2 separate regions of the Rattus norvegicus genome follow, and region 1 is linked to region 2. A link is a contact called in public Hi-C data. All regions are on one chromosome and are shown on one strand. The core of a region is the stretch at or near the end of the contact, and the rest is flanking DNA. Distances in the headings are between cores, read along the strand shown. Region 1 has its middle 8.4 kb from the start of Cd2. Region 2 overlaps Ptgfrn (prostaglandin F2 receptor inhibitor).

The links. A called contact is a pair of places that touch in the nucleus more often than the background predicts.
Region 1: a Hi-C map of the Rat2 cell line shows a contact between it and region 2, with 3 times the contacts expected there. The contact joins two enhancer-like sites. A contact is called at or near these places in 2 of 12 Hi-C or Micro-C datasets (the A7r5 cell line and the Rat2 cell line).

Annotation. Positions count from the first base shown.
Region 1 is chr2:191,417,431-191,424,746 of GRCr8, forward strand. No RefSeq gene overlaps it. Among named protein-coding and RNA genes, the nearest start is that of Cd2, 8.4 kb to the left of the region's middle. Within about 2 kb of position 3,046, at least 18 of the 93 cell types and tissues checked have an H3K27ac peak or open chromatin away from gene starts, as enhancers often do.
Region 2 is chr2:191,163,076-191,169,827 of GRCr8, forward strand. It overlaps Ptgfrn (prostaglandin F2 receptor inhibitor), which reads right to left. Exons shown (of 9, transcript NM_019243.2): 8 at 681-986. Among named protein-coding and RNA genes, the nearest start is that of Cd101, 18 kb to the left of the region's middle. Within about 2 kb of position 3,191, at least 27 of the 93 cell types and tissues checked have an H3K27ac peak or open chromatin away from gene starts, as enhancers often do.

The DNA of each region.
Region 1 (7,316 bases), core at 1,796-4,295, 250 kb after region 2:
GTTTTTGTTGATGTTCAGCTTGGTCGTATCTGGCTGGCCCCATCTGTCAGCAGCCACAGCTGCATCCCATTCATGGGGACTGTTGTTGCCAGGCAACGTGTTTGGGTGTGCTTGGCCAGCAGCCTATGTCCTGTGACAGGTGATGAGCTCTTTCTCCGTGGACCACCTCCTGCCTGCAGACCTGCCCTCCATTAGCTTACTTCCCTGAGGGAAAACAATGGAGCTTCCTTTTCCTCTTACGGCTGCCACCCATAGGTTACTTCAGGTTCCAAGGCTAGAATCACCAAACCTGGAAGTCCCCTCAGGGTAAAATGTCTCTTCAAGAAGGACAAACTTGTCTGTCATCAGCAGTCAGTCATGTGATGGGGGAAAACACTCCCTCCACTCCCCATCATACAATAGATGTGTGACTCCAGGCACTGGTGTGTGTGTCCTCAGTTCCTCCAGCTCACTGTGAGGGTCAGATGAGGGGATATGTCCCACAGTGTCTGGGCCCTAAGACAGCATTGATGTCTGTCAGCCTTGCTTTCCCCTTGCCTCTGTGTTCCTGGTGGAGAGGCCTACAATAGCCCCTTTGTATAGGTGATCCATCCCACAACCACCACCCCCCCCCCCGTTGGATCTGGGGACTGCTGACTCTGCATACACCTTAATTAATTTTTGGTAATCAAGTTTTGTTTATAAATTGGGTACCTTAGAAGATTAATAAGAACTAATTCCAAATTTGAGCAACTGTGGCAATAAGCTATGAGAACAGTCATGGAAAAGATATAAATTCATTAATTCTGGAAGTTTCCATGTAATGTTTTTGAACTGTGTTGGATCTCGGGTAACTGAAACTGTGAAGAGGGAAACCCCAGATAAACAGGAATAGAACGTGCTGTGTTTAAGAGAGTGGAAATGGGGGAGACTGAGATTGTCACCCTGAGGGTAGGCCAGGAAAGCTCAAGGCCAAGGCTCAGCCATCTGACACGAGGAACAGCAAGAAGTAGGAAAGTCTGGGCTGCAGATGCAGCTAACTGATGCAGCCTCTGCCTGGCTGTTGGGAACCCTGGGATGCGTCCTAGCTCCTCAAGTAAACCAAGAAACTTTAAAGACTGTGTGACTTTCTTTGCATCTTGTTTCTGCTTTGCAACCCTCCTCCTGGTGATGTCTCGGAATTGCTCAGCTGTAAGACCAGCAGAGGCTGTGGGTTTGTGATCCGAAAGCCCAAGACATGCATGACGCAGAGACACAGGGTGTTTCTCAACAGCTAACTTGGGAGCGGCTCATGGAGGAGGTGCTACTGCTGTCTGGGTAGAGGGAAGTAGGCTGAGGCTTCTTCCTGAAAGGAAGGGGATGCTGACCCCAGCTAGCCAAGGTGACCACAGTGACCAGAATGCTGGAAGTCTGTGCAGACCTCCAGTGAACAGCAGGAGTCCAAAACGCTGACTGCAGGAACAACTGAACAGAATGGCTTCTGGAAACAATGGCATGACGGGATCGAAGTTAGAAGACGCAGGCTCAATGGATGGATTTTCACGTTTCTACTGCTCTCTCACTATCATGAAGGCAACCTCTCTGTGCCTCTGTTCCCTCATAATGAAAGTGCTGAGGTGAGAGAAGGAGGAAACGATCCTGCCTGCTCTATTCGTCTCTGAAGTTTACGGCAATGACTAGGTGAGGTCACCAGCGAAAATACTTACTCTACAGCAGGAGAGGCGCACTTGTGATCCAGCACCCAGAGAGTTGAGTTGCAAGGTACACAGAGAGACCCTGTCTCAAAAGCAAACATCAGAATGCTGCATGCTTATATGTGATTCTCAAAGAACTAATAGAAGTATTAAATTAAAAATGAAACAAAACGATTTTAAAAAGACAATGACAGTAACAACAACAACAATCACCAGAAATCGCCAAACAATATAGTGAAGTTAAGGAGAAGAATGAAAACAAATGCTTCACCCAGAGGCCTGCCGGATGCGCGGCCCACCCGCAGCACAGCCAGCCGCTCACTGTATGCATGTCTGATGCAGTCACTGTGAAGAGAGGCTGAACTGGAGATGAGGATGGGAAGGGATAGCCTGATGTAAGTAGCCCGTCCAACCATCTGAGATCATGGTGAAGTCTGGGCCAGTGCTGCCTCTGAGGGCCATGTCTTGGTCTGTGGCCATGCAGTAGCAGGGGTCTGTGATGATGTTGGTGGTTGGTGGTTCACATTAGCACCAAAGGCCTGTGGACGTCCACGGTCTGGGTTCCTGCTTGAGCCCATGTTGATGTCTAAGGGCTGTGCAGAGCTGGTAGATCCTGTACCTTACCTGGTCAGCACAATAGAACTGGCCCTGGTGTGTGTGTGTGTGTGTGTGTGTGTGTGTGTCCCTGCTGGTGAGCCATCCCCCTCGGTGTGAGCGCTGGAGAGCTGGCACCACCCCTCACCAGCCCTGTGGCCTTGGGTGAGTTAGCCTAGCGCGGCAGTGCTGGAGAGCTGGTGGGCTGACAGCTCAGCTGCCACCCAGGCCCACATTCAGGACTTTGAGTTGGCCTACTCCAAAATCTACCTCATCTACGGACTGCTGAGGCGTGGGAAAGGTCAGTCCTGTAGATCCAAAGCTTCAGGAGCTCCATGACACAGGACAACAACAGGATGTCCAAGAGGAGTCCTGGTGAGGATCCAGTATTGATGGTGTAGCAGAAGCCAGAGGCCTGGAACCAGACTAGTGACTCACACAATGAACATTTGCAAGTAAAGCAGATTGGGAAATGGTGTACATTGTGTGACAAATACTCTGTGATGAACTACGGCTTCCACAACCAGATGGGGATTTTTTGGTGTGGTTGGATTTTGTTGTTGGTTTTTTCTTTTTTTTTATTTATTTTATTTTGGAGAGAGGAGATGAGTGGGATTGAGGGCCGAGATGTGACATTCACAAAAAAATCAATAAAGTTTAAAAAAAAAAAAAAGAGCGAAAACCACCAAGGATCAGCGGGTCAGTCACTCGGGAGGGAAGCGGCTAGGTTTGGCTCAGCTCGGCAGTGGCCTGATTCCACAGCAGGAGAGAAGGCAGTGCGCTGTGCACAAACATCCAACAACCACAATCCTGGCTCGCAGCTTTCAGGACCGCTTTGTTGCAAAAGACCTTCAGGCTAAGCCCCTGTCTCCTGCTGCCACCCTCTGGCAACAACCTGAATTGCACCCCTGCTAATTTCCTTGCCTGGAGTTAAAACACTCAAACTTGAGTTTGAATTGTGGTTTTCAGTCTACTTTCCTCACCCTTCACAAAGCGTGTTTTTGCTGGCTATGGTGGCACATGCATAACCCCAGCATTTTCAGGCTGAAACAAGAGGATGACTACTGTGGGGGATATCCTGGGCTACACAGCAAGACAAGACCCTGTCTTAAAAAAAAATCTGATCTGATCACTGGCAGGATATCATCATCTCTGTACTCGGGAGAAGGAAATAGGAGGATCAAGAATTGGAGGCCATCTTGGCTAGACAGTTTTGCAGATAAAGAAGACAGCTTGGAAATGCTAAGGCCAGTCCTGGCTTTGCTTTCTGCTTCTGAGATCTATGTCTCTGGGGTGTGTGCATTTATCCTACTTCTCTTCACACTAATTCTCCAAATCAACAGACTCCAACCACCTGATATGTCCCCCAACCCCTGCGTTCCATCCCACAAACCCCTCACACCCACCTGTACCTACCCCGGCTGCTACACGAAAGGCAGAGTGGCAGAGACAGCAGGGCACACATCCTCCTGCTTTCCAGGCTGAGGAGAGAGGTGAGACAGGCACCTGGGACCTGGTGTCTGTGAGGAGTGTGAGCAGTGGATCTGGACAGAGACAAAACTGAAGCTGAGAGAGCTGTGCCTGAGCCAGCACCGGGCGTCCTAGGCAAAGGAGCCAGGTGGAAGAGAGGGACACATGCTCCTGTCATGGAAGAGGCAGGCAAGCTGGAGAGGGAGGCTGAAAGGGCCCGAGAAATCATGTGCCCCTTTCCAAAGGCACTGAGAGGACGTCATTGTTTAGATATTTCACCGGGGCATTTGGCAAGCATTTTTAGAGCGAAGCACACCATTGTGTTGTAGGTAACAGTGATTGTGGCGTGGTGTTCTTTTATTTTTGCAGTGAGTATTTACTGACCACCTAGTACTCTTGTGCCTGACTTTTCTAGACCCCTCGCCCCCAGGAAGTAGCCCTGCCTATATCTGCATTCACAGTGGGGGCTTTAAATAAGCAACATGAACTAGCATAGAATTTAGTGACGGGCCTTCAGGAGAAGAGTAAGGCAGGAGACCACGTTGGGTGTATCTTCAGACCAAAGAAGAATCCAATGTTGCCGAGAAGTACAGGTAGAGTGGAAGGAGGGGTCAGAAAGCAACTGCCTAGGTGGAAGGGGAGGGCTCACGGAAGGCCTTGTTCTTGACAGGGGCAACTCAGAGGGGGTTACTGTAAAGTCCAGTCTTTTTCTATAAGGGTTTATCGATGAAAAGAAAGCTCAGCTCATGGAGACCTAACAGTTGTGGGAAATTCAGGGGTCAAGGACTGAGAAACGTGGCTTTAAGAAGACACACTGATCACACTTTGAGTGTGCTCTGGCCACCACACCTGACGCAGCCACACCAGGACACTTCTGGAGTCCTGGCTTTCAGTGTCCTGCTGGGAGAGGCACTAGGTGCCTGGGCTGCTGTGGATGGCTGGATGTTGAACATGGAAGATGGTGGCTTCACTGATGTGCCTGATGCCTGCCCTTGGAAGCTTGATTGGCATATCCCACAAGGCCTCTGTCTGGATGGCAGCTCCCCACAAGGTGGGGCTTTCCCCTCAGAAAAAATGTCTAGAACACAGCCAGCCACCTAAGGGAAGCAGCTGAGGTGCCTGGCTTTTTGTGACTTAGTCTCTAGAGGCCACACCATCCCTTCTACTTCCCCAGCATTCTGCAGAGTTACCGAGTATAAGTCGGAGAAGAGAGGGATTGGCATCTTTCTGGATGGGAATCGTGTCAGAGAGGAGGCCCTGAGTGCCACAGGACTTGCAGCTGTGTGCCCTCCACACCTCTATCCTACCCAAACCTCAGCCAGAGCCTGGGCATCTTTGAGAGTTCGTTTATTTCCATCGGGGTCTTTTGGCTGCTGACTGTGTGCTCACACACCTGAAACATCAGGTGTGGACAGTGGGCACAAGAGCAGCCACTGGAGATTGGGTGGCTCTCTGAAGACATGAGAACATTCAAAGCCCTGGCCAAGTCTATGACCTGGACCTAGCTGTCCATTTCAGCATTCGCTTGAAATACTTGAAAGAAGCCTTGGGGACTTTGGGGTCGTTCTCCCAGTGGAAGGGTTGGCAGCTGATAGTCATCACATCCAAGGTCTGCAGGAGAGTACTAACATAGGATCAGGTACAAGGAAGGGCGAAGGCTAGCACCAAACTTCCACAAGAGCTACTCAGTCTAACAAAATCCGGCTTCGTGCATTCTCTAGACAACTTCACACCTGATGCCTAGCCCATGCAGGAGAAGGACCAGGAAGAGACGGTCTTCACTCCATTCTGTGTATAGCAGAGGGCCAAGGCTGGGATTCAAAGCCTGCCAAGCAAGCTCTCAGCTTCTGTTCTAGTGACCAGGAGCTCCTAAGAAAGAAGCTCTCACCTGCCTTCCAAGGGAGTCTCTGTAGGCTGAGGGAGAGCTCGGTGGTGGAACACTTGCCTGGAGGTTGCAAGGCTTCACGTTTGATCTCCAGCCCCACAAAAAGAAGACATGAGAAGGTGTCTGTCCATGTGTGAGCCCTTTCCCTGGGGGTTCAGCATTCCAAGTGCTGTAGGGCCTAGGTTTTAGCTTTTCCTTTGTATCGAGGTGGAGGGAACAGTGGCTTTCTCACCTGGAATGGTGGTGTCTGCTCCTCAACATAGCTTTGGCTGAGAGGAAGGACACAAGTTTACCTCCAGAGCACCAAAGGCCCTGCTCAGTTTGTCTGGGCTATCTGATATGCCTCCCTCCACTCCTGCTATGACAATGGAATGGAATTACAGATGGTTACAAGCGGCCATGTGGGTGCTAGGGACAAAACCCAGGTCCTCTAAAAAGCACCTAGTGCTCTTAGTGGCTGAGCCATCTCTCCTCAGCCCCTTGAGGCCCAGTGTCCTCAGGATTAGTTCTCTAGTCTTGATCCACCATGTCCACGCCTCTTGTTCAGTTTGGGGGTCACACTTTCCCCAAACTCATACTTTTTACAATCCTACATTTTTATACAGGCTGAGAAGCAGGCATTTGACCTCTACTGGCTTCTCGTGTGTGTGTGTGTGTGTGTGTGTGTGTGTGTGTGTGCACATGCGTGAGCAGATGGGGGTTGTTTTAAATGCATGTGGACATATATGTGTGTATACATGTGAAAGCCAGAGAACAACTCTTAGAAATCCACCCTCAGGAAAGCCATCTGCCCACTTTTAAACAAAGTCTCTAGGTTACCTGGAGCTCGATAAGTAAGTGAGTCTGCTGGCCAGCGAGCCCCAGGCCTCCCCTCCCTGGAGTGGGGATTATAAGTGTACATTAACAACCCATGTTTTCACCCAGGTTCTAGGAGCCAAACTCAGGTCTTTATACTTACAAGGCAAGAATTTTATTGAATGAGCCACCCCTGCCCCAGTCATTGTACCATTTGAGTTCTATTTTCCCATCTGTTTTCTCTGGTTTACCCAATAAACACACGTTATCAGATAATGCAGGTGGCTTCTGTTCTCAGCTCTTTCAAAACCCTCTTCTTAAGTGGGAGCGAGGGGACCCCAGAGTCTCTCTGTGCCTCTGGAAGCCCTGCCTTGCATTCACCCTGACTCTAGGAGGTTCTAAATTCTCCTCTCTGTGAAATCCCCAAAAGTCTTTCAGAAATCCTGAAAAGACAAACAAACCAATAAATAAATTAGCAAACAAATAAAACAACTGGATAAAAGTTGGACGATTCCACCATTCGATATAAAATAAGACCACAGAATAGAGAGTTGGGGCACGTTATCAATAGTTAAGGCAACTGAGCCATGGGGTGCAGGAGCCTGATCTCTGGCTGAGCCTGGGCTGACTAGGGCAGATTTCTGACTGTGGGTAAATAAATACACGGCCTTTTCTCCCATTACAAAGATGCATTCTTGGGGGCGGCTACAAGCCCCAGAAACCATTTCGTCGTTTATTGTTATAAAACAGCATTAGCCATCCCTTATTAAATTGTCCTGATTTCCAAAACAAATGCCTAAATAAACAAAATAAAATAAAATAAGTGACTTGGGTCTATTGTAGACCCTAGTTTGGAATCAGTAGGGGACCCCAATGATCTTTGACATTGCGACCTCATG
Region 2 (6,752 bases), core at 1,941-4,440:
TCTGGAATTAATTCTCTCCATGGAGTCGTTCCAGGTAGCATAACACTCTGAAGCTCTTACAGGGCAGACACGTTTCTTGAGACTAGAGGGACAAATGCCTAGCTCAGGGAGGCTTGGGGGCCTGTGGGGTAGAGGTCTGATTGGTTAGGTTGGTCTGGGTGGGGTGGGTTTGGTATGGGTCAGTAGAGACATTCTCCTATTGTAGGGTTCCAAGAGTTCCCCACTCTGCTAGAGGCTCCGAGGAAACCTTCCTTCTCCAAGTAAAACAATAGATGCTGAGAGGTAGATCGGGAATTCAAGGCCAGCCTTGGGCTAGACAGTGAATTTGAAGCAAGTCTGGGACTTATGAGACTGCATCTCAAAAACAATGAAACAGCAGGTGGGCAAGAACTGTCTTTAACCCACAGTCTCACCTGGAGACTTCTCTGCCCCCACATAGCAGAAGCCATGCCCACCTTAGGATGTGGGGAAGTGGGTTTCCAGAGTCACAGAGGAGCTGAGCTTCCTAAAAGTCCTTCCTCAGTGGTGTCAGGACTGCAAAGCTAGCAACTTGCAAAACTGCTTTGGCCCAAGTCAGCAGACCCTTGAGAAAAACCAAGCTGGACCAAGCTCTAGAAGCCTGGATTCTATGTGCTGCAACACAAGGGAAGACATTCTAGATACCCAGAGCGGGAGCTCACCATCCATCTTCACAGTTATAAAGATGGGCCTGGAGTGGATCTCGGCTTCCCTCTGCCAGGAACCAGTTGGTGACCTCACCCAGGGAGTCACAGAACAATAGTAGTTGCCAAAGTCCTGGTCCTCAGAGCCATGCACTTGCAGCAAAAATTCCAGCACGCTCACTCGCTCCAGGCTGACGGTACTCTTCCAGTCCCTCTGGCCTGTAGTCACGACTCCCTTCCGGTCCAAGGAGGATAGGAGGATGGGAGCCTTGTCCAAGCCAAAAGAGTGTACTGCAAACCAGGATACATCGAAGGCCATGTCATCTGTGGATTACCAAGCCAGAGTGCTGAGGTCAGAGTGCGAGCAGAAGTGATGCACACAGGCCTTTGTCTGTAGCCCTGATTCCTGGCCAGGTCTGTTCTATATGAACCTCCAGGCAGCCTGTGATGATACACTGTCACAGCCACCCCTGTGGCAAGGTCACACGGCCACAGAGAGTAGTGTGTGCAGCTAATGACCAACCCCACCCTAAGGAACTGCGGGAAGAGGATTTGGGGCCACACAGCCCTGTGTGTGAAGCCTGGTGTGCAGAGTCCCCAGGCATTTCAAGCAGAAGAACCAGAGACCGCACATAAAATAAACTGTGTCAGATTTAAAGTTGCAGACAGTTTGGATTTCATTGTTCACTGCGGTTTGTGCTGTTTTGTTTTTGTCTTCCCCCTTGCAGAAGTATTTAAGTTCAAGACAAGAGGGAAAAGAAAACCAAGCTGAGAAAATTGAACACAGTTAATAGTCCCAGAGAGTAAAGCTAGTGGATCAGGAAGGACTCTGTGAAACTGAGGTTCTAACAGCCTGGAATAAATTAAGATGGGCTGAAGAGAAAGAGGCTGGTACAGGATTAATCTGCACAGTGTGGAAACTGAGGCCCTTTAACCCCGCTCTCACTGTACCAACCCAACGCAGCTGCTGAGCTACCAGACTCATCCAGAAGGCATGTGGGGACTGAGGATCAGAAACACAGTTGCATCTGAAACCTGCTTGACTAAATTCCTTTTTCTAAAAAACACACAACCACTGAGGACTGAACCAAGGGCCGTGCTGGACAAGTGATCTATTGGTAAGCTACGACCCTGGCTCCGGACTTTTTATACGTGTCAGTTTTTGCTAGACAACAACAACAACAACAACAAAATAATAGCCATTCATTCAATGAAAGTACATCAGTAACTTTGGAAATACTTTATAAGGCAAACAGAGGTTGTTCAGACCCACGTAACACCGAAGGGAGGTCAACTAAAAGTGGGCATTTCCAAACAGGTCCAAATGCTAATTCCACTATGAAGGCAGATCATCTCTCTCCTCAGCCGCCCCTGGTGGCACCTCAGCGTAACAGTTCTCATCACGTAAGTCTGAGACCAGCTTGGTGGGAGTGGAGGAAGTGCTGTGCACTGTCTGAATCCCCCTCAGCAACAGGGCAGAGTACGTTCTGCTACCCAGGAGAACGCTGCTGTCACGTGTGAGTCTAGAGTGGCAGCTAATGACAAAGCATAGAGGTGTTCCCATTTCGTCATTCTTCACTGTGCATCATGGGATGCTAAGGTGGGCTAGCCTGGGCCAGAATCCTGGTACCTATTGGCCACATGACCTGAACAAGCCATGTTAGATTATTACACGATGCATTTAATAGGGCTCTGGAGAGACAGCTCAGTGGTTCAAAGTATTTACTGCTCTTTCCGAAAACCTGGGTTCAGTTCTCAGCACCCACGTCAGGTAGCTCACAACTACGTGTAACTCCACTTCTAAGGGATCTGACATCCTCTTCTGGCCTCCACAGACAGACACGTGCGTACACACACTCGCTGTGCACAGACACACAGACAAACACACATACACTTTAAAAACATTTTAAAAAACAATCCAACTAACAGCATGGGCGAATACTGCCAAGAGCCATGCCTGGACCATGTGTTTCTGTGTGTGGCCCCTGGAAGCGTGGCCCAGAAACAGGCAGGCAGGTCTTGTTCTCTGTGAATGGGCAGTGCTAATAATAACCAGAGACGGTGGACCCTGCAGGCCTCACCAGCCTCTGGGAGTAAACCACTGGGTAGCTCCATGTGTCCCACAAAGGACCCAGTAGGAACGAGTGATAATAAGGTGCCTGCCCTCATCTCCACACATGGCTGGACTGGTGGCTGCTGCTAGAGGGAAGGGTAGAGTACTTGTTGTCAAGGATGTGGGTCCCTCCTGTGGACAGCTGCTGTGCTGAGCTACCCCATCTCACCACATACACTGGCTAGGTCCTAGACGCTGCTGTCCTCCGACTGCACCATCTCCAGAACACGGAAGCCACCTCACCTGGGAGAAATGCCTCACAGAGGCTATGAAACACCCTAATTCTCAGCCACTCTGCCTCTGGGCCCAGCTCCTCAGCTACCCTCAGCTCCAAGTATGGCGGTTGAGCCCCATTCCTTTGCACCCCACAGCATGCTCTGGAGACACCCCCCTTTCCCCTTGATGACTCACACTGCCTCTGCTCTGCCTCAGAGCCTGACCATGGTGCCACCCACGCTTGGCTGCTCCCACCCTGCTGTGATACAACAGTGCCTTGGCTCTCAGCCTGCTTATGCAACTTTCCCGCCGAGAATTCCCTCTCAGAGCCATAGGATGAATGGAAAAAGAAAAAAGAAAGAAAGAAATTACAATTTGTGTTTAATTATTCAGAATCTTCCACCCACACAGAGCAAGAGTGCAAAGTTCTGGAAAATTGTGATTTGCAAGATACCAGCTACCTATAGCTTTTGCAATTACATTGGAGAAAAGAGGTTTACATGAAAGGCACAACTGGTGGCTTATTAATTTGCTGAGAAAGAGCATTTGGAGGGTTTATGTGTATATCATAAGTGAGTTTTAAAACAGCACTGTGCTGTGCAAACGTTTAAGGAGTTTTTGCTTGCCTTTCCCTGGCAGTCTTTTCCACCTTTACCTTCATTTCCACATTCAAGGGAGCTCTGTGCCTCCCTGCTTTGCTGCAGCAGTGGTTGCTTTCTTCAGAGCCCGACTTCTCATGCCTTACCACAATAAACAAGCAAGGCAGTCCTGGGTGTGTGTGTGTGTGTGTGTGTGTGTGTGTGTGTGTGTGTGTGTGTGTGTGTGTGTGTGTGTGTATGAAGGGGCTGCCTTTCTTTCCTCTACTTAGATCTTCCACAGACTCCCTTCTCCTACCTATTAAATGTGCCCACATTTGAGAGCACAGTTCGCATCATCAGAATACCATGCTTGTAGGTCAAATGGAGACCACTCTGCTCTGATGAACAGATGTTCCCTCGTCCTTGGCTGCCGAGTTTGACTACTTGGTGGGTCTTCTTTCTTCCACCCTTTTCCACCCTTCTCCCACTCCTTCAACACCCTAACACTAGGTAAGAGAGAAAAAAGAATAGAGGGGGAAAGGGGAGTCGTTATTGTTAAAACTATTTCCTGATAACTAGGGTGTTGAGTTCCTTGGGGCAAGACTGATCTTCACCAACAGGACATCTAATTTCTTCCTCTTTGTGTATGACTACTTAACAAACAGCAGCCAACCACAGCCCACCACCTCTCTCGGGCTCTAGTGTCTATACCCTCTGAAGAGTGCCCAGAGTTCCACACACTCACAGAAACTATCTGCAGCTGGCAAAACCATACCTCTGCTAGAGCATGAGGCAAATTCAGTTGGCTGCTGTGGACCATCTGAAGCACCCCCATATCCCACTCCTGCGATTAAAACTAAACATATTCTTAAAATATTTCTGCTTTTTTTAAAAGATTTATTTATTTATTATATATAAGTATACTGTAGCTGTCTTCAGACACCAGAAGAGGGCATCAGATCCCATTACAGATGGTTGTGAGCCACCATGTGGTTGCTGGGACTTGAACTCAGGACCTCTGAAAGAGTTGTCAGTGCTCTTAACCACTGAGCCATCTCTCCAGCCCATATTTCTGTGTTTTTTAAAGAAACCAAAAATCTTCCTACACCCATCCATACTTATTGATTCTTACTGTCACCCACTGCTGCTTTCCTGTGTTTGAGGTAGAGCTGAGCTGCCAAGACCTGGCCCACAAAGACCAAACTTCTTCCCACTGGGTCCTTCATGGGAAGAGCTTGTAGCCACATGATCCTTTGAACAGAGTCCTAAAAGATCCACTCTGATGGTAATGGCTACCCAGTAGTTTACTTCCAGATGCTGGTGAGGCCTGCAGGGTCCACCACCTCTGGTTATTAGCACTGCCCTTTCACACAGAACAAAACCTGCCTGCCTGTTTCCAGGGCCATGCTTCCAGAAGTCCACATATAGAAACGCATGAAAACTCACAGAATTCAGTGGCTTTGTGCATGACTTTGCTAGGAATGGGGTGGGGTTGGGCAGTGTCAGGGTCACAGTGGGTGGAAGGGAGAAGGGCAGGCCTCGGCAAGCTAAGACTCTTCGCAGAATCTCTGGGGAAAGGCGAAGGTGGGTATAGTCTTGCTGAGCAACAGGGACAACACCCAAATGCCTTTAATGCTCCTTTAAGATCAGAGGAGTCAGAGAGGGGTGTCATCAGGTTACTGAATGCACCAAGCAGAAAATGCATGCGGGATGGGCCCAGGATTCTGAGGCATCTGTTGGCAAGGTTAATCTTTTCTGTAAAGAGAAGATTTTTAGAACTGGGGACACAGCTTGGGACAGGCCTAGCATGCACAAGTTTCCATCTTTAGGACAACAGATATCCTAAAAGTGATAGATGATGTCACTGTTCCTCTGCTCTGTATTGCGTCACAGGTACAAGCTCTCAGGGGCAGACCTTGAACATGTCCACTGTCCTATTCCCAGCATCTACAGCTGCTCTTGGGTTCTGAAGGAGCTGAGTGAATGACATGTAGCAGGAGGAGGAGTCTGTGAGTGGGTTTTTAACCAGGCCACAGCAAGCCAGGAAGAGATCTACTGATTGTCCTGAAAAGAGTTTCAAATCTCACAATACATACACAGCCTCACAGAGCCAAGCCAGCAACCAATCAGGAAGAGTGGTGTGCTGGCCAGTCTTTTGTGGACTTTCAAATAAGCTACAGTTATTTGAAAGGAGGGAACCTCAACTGAGGAAATGCCTCCAGGAGATCAGGCTATAAGTCATCTCCTTAATTAGTGATCAATGGGAGAGGGCCCAGCCCCTTGTGGCTGTTGTCATCCCTGTGTGAGAGAACTTAGGATGGATCCTACAAGAAAGCAGGCTGAGCAAGCCATGGGGAACAAGTCAGTAGGCAGCACGCCTCTGTTGTGGTAAATATAAAAACATTCTACCATCCCTCGCTAGTGCTGGCTCTGGTGGGCCACATGGCATCTGTGGGGTATTTTCATCTCAATCAGCAAAGCACCTCAACCTGACTCGCCAAGCTCCCAAACTCCATCCCACACTGCTGCCAGCTACTCTCTGAGCCCGACAGCAGCTGCCCTCTTCCAACTCTATCACCTTGTGTTGCTGTAAAAGTATAAAACAAACAAACAAAAATACCCCCAAAAAACAAACAAAAAAGACCCCCCAAAACACTGTCTTTTATCCCGCACTGGGTCTGGCACCGCAGTGCTCCAAGATATCTGGTAGATATCTTCATCTCAGTCAGCAAAGCGTATCACCCGCTGTGCTCTATCCCATCTCACGCTGCCCATGGCCTCTCTCTGAGCCTGGCAACAATCTCTCTACCCGTCTTGTTCCCAAGGCGGGCTGCCGCCATGCCAGTTCCACAGAGTCTGCCTATACTGTGGCTCTCTTGCTGAGAACTCTGTTGACATTCCCTCCATCCCCTGTGGTTACAGTCACAACTCCCAGTAACGCATTAAAATCAAAACTCAATAAGCTTGTAATCTAGCAATCAGATTTACATCTTAACTTCTCAATCCACAAAATGTCCACATAATAAATTCACAACCAATTGATAATGATATAAACTGCCCACCTGGATGGGACAAACTGTCCTATAAAAATCCATCCCATAAGAAATATTCATAACTACCTGTGGCCATTTAAGGCCACAAGGATCTGAGTTGTCCTTCTCTGTCTCCAACTTGGTTTTTCCT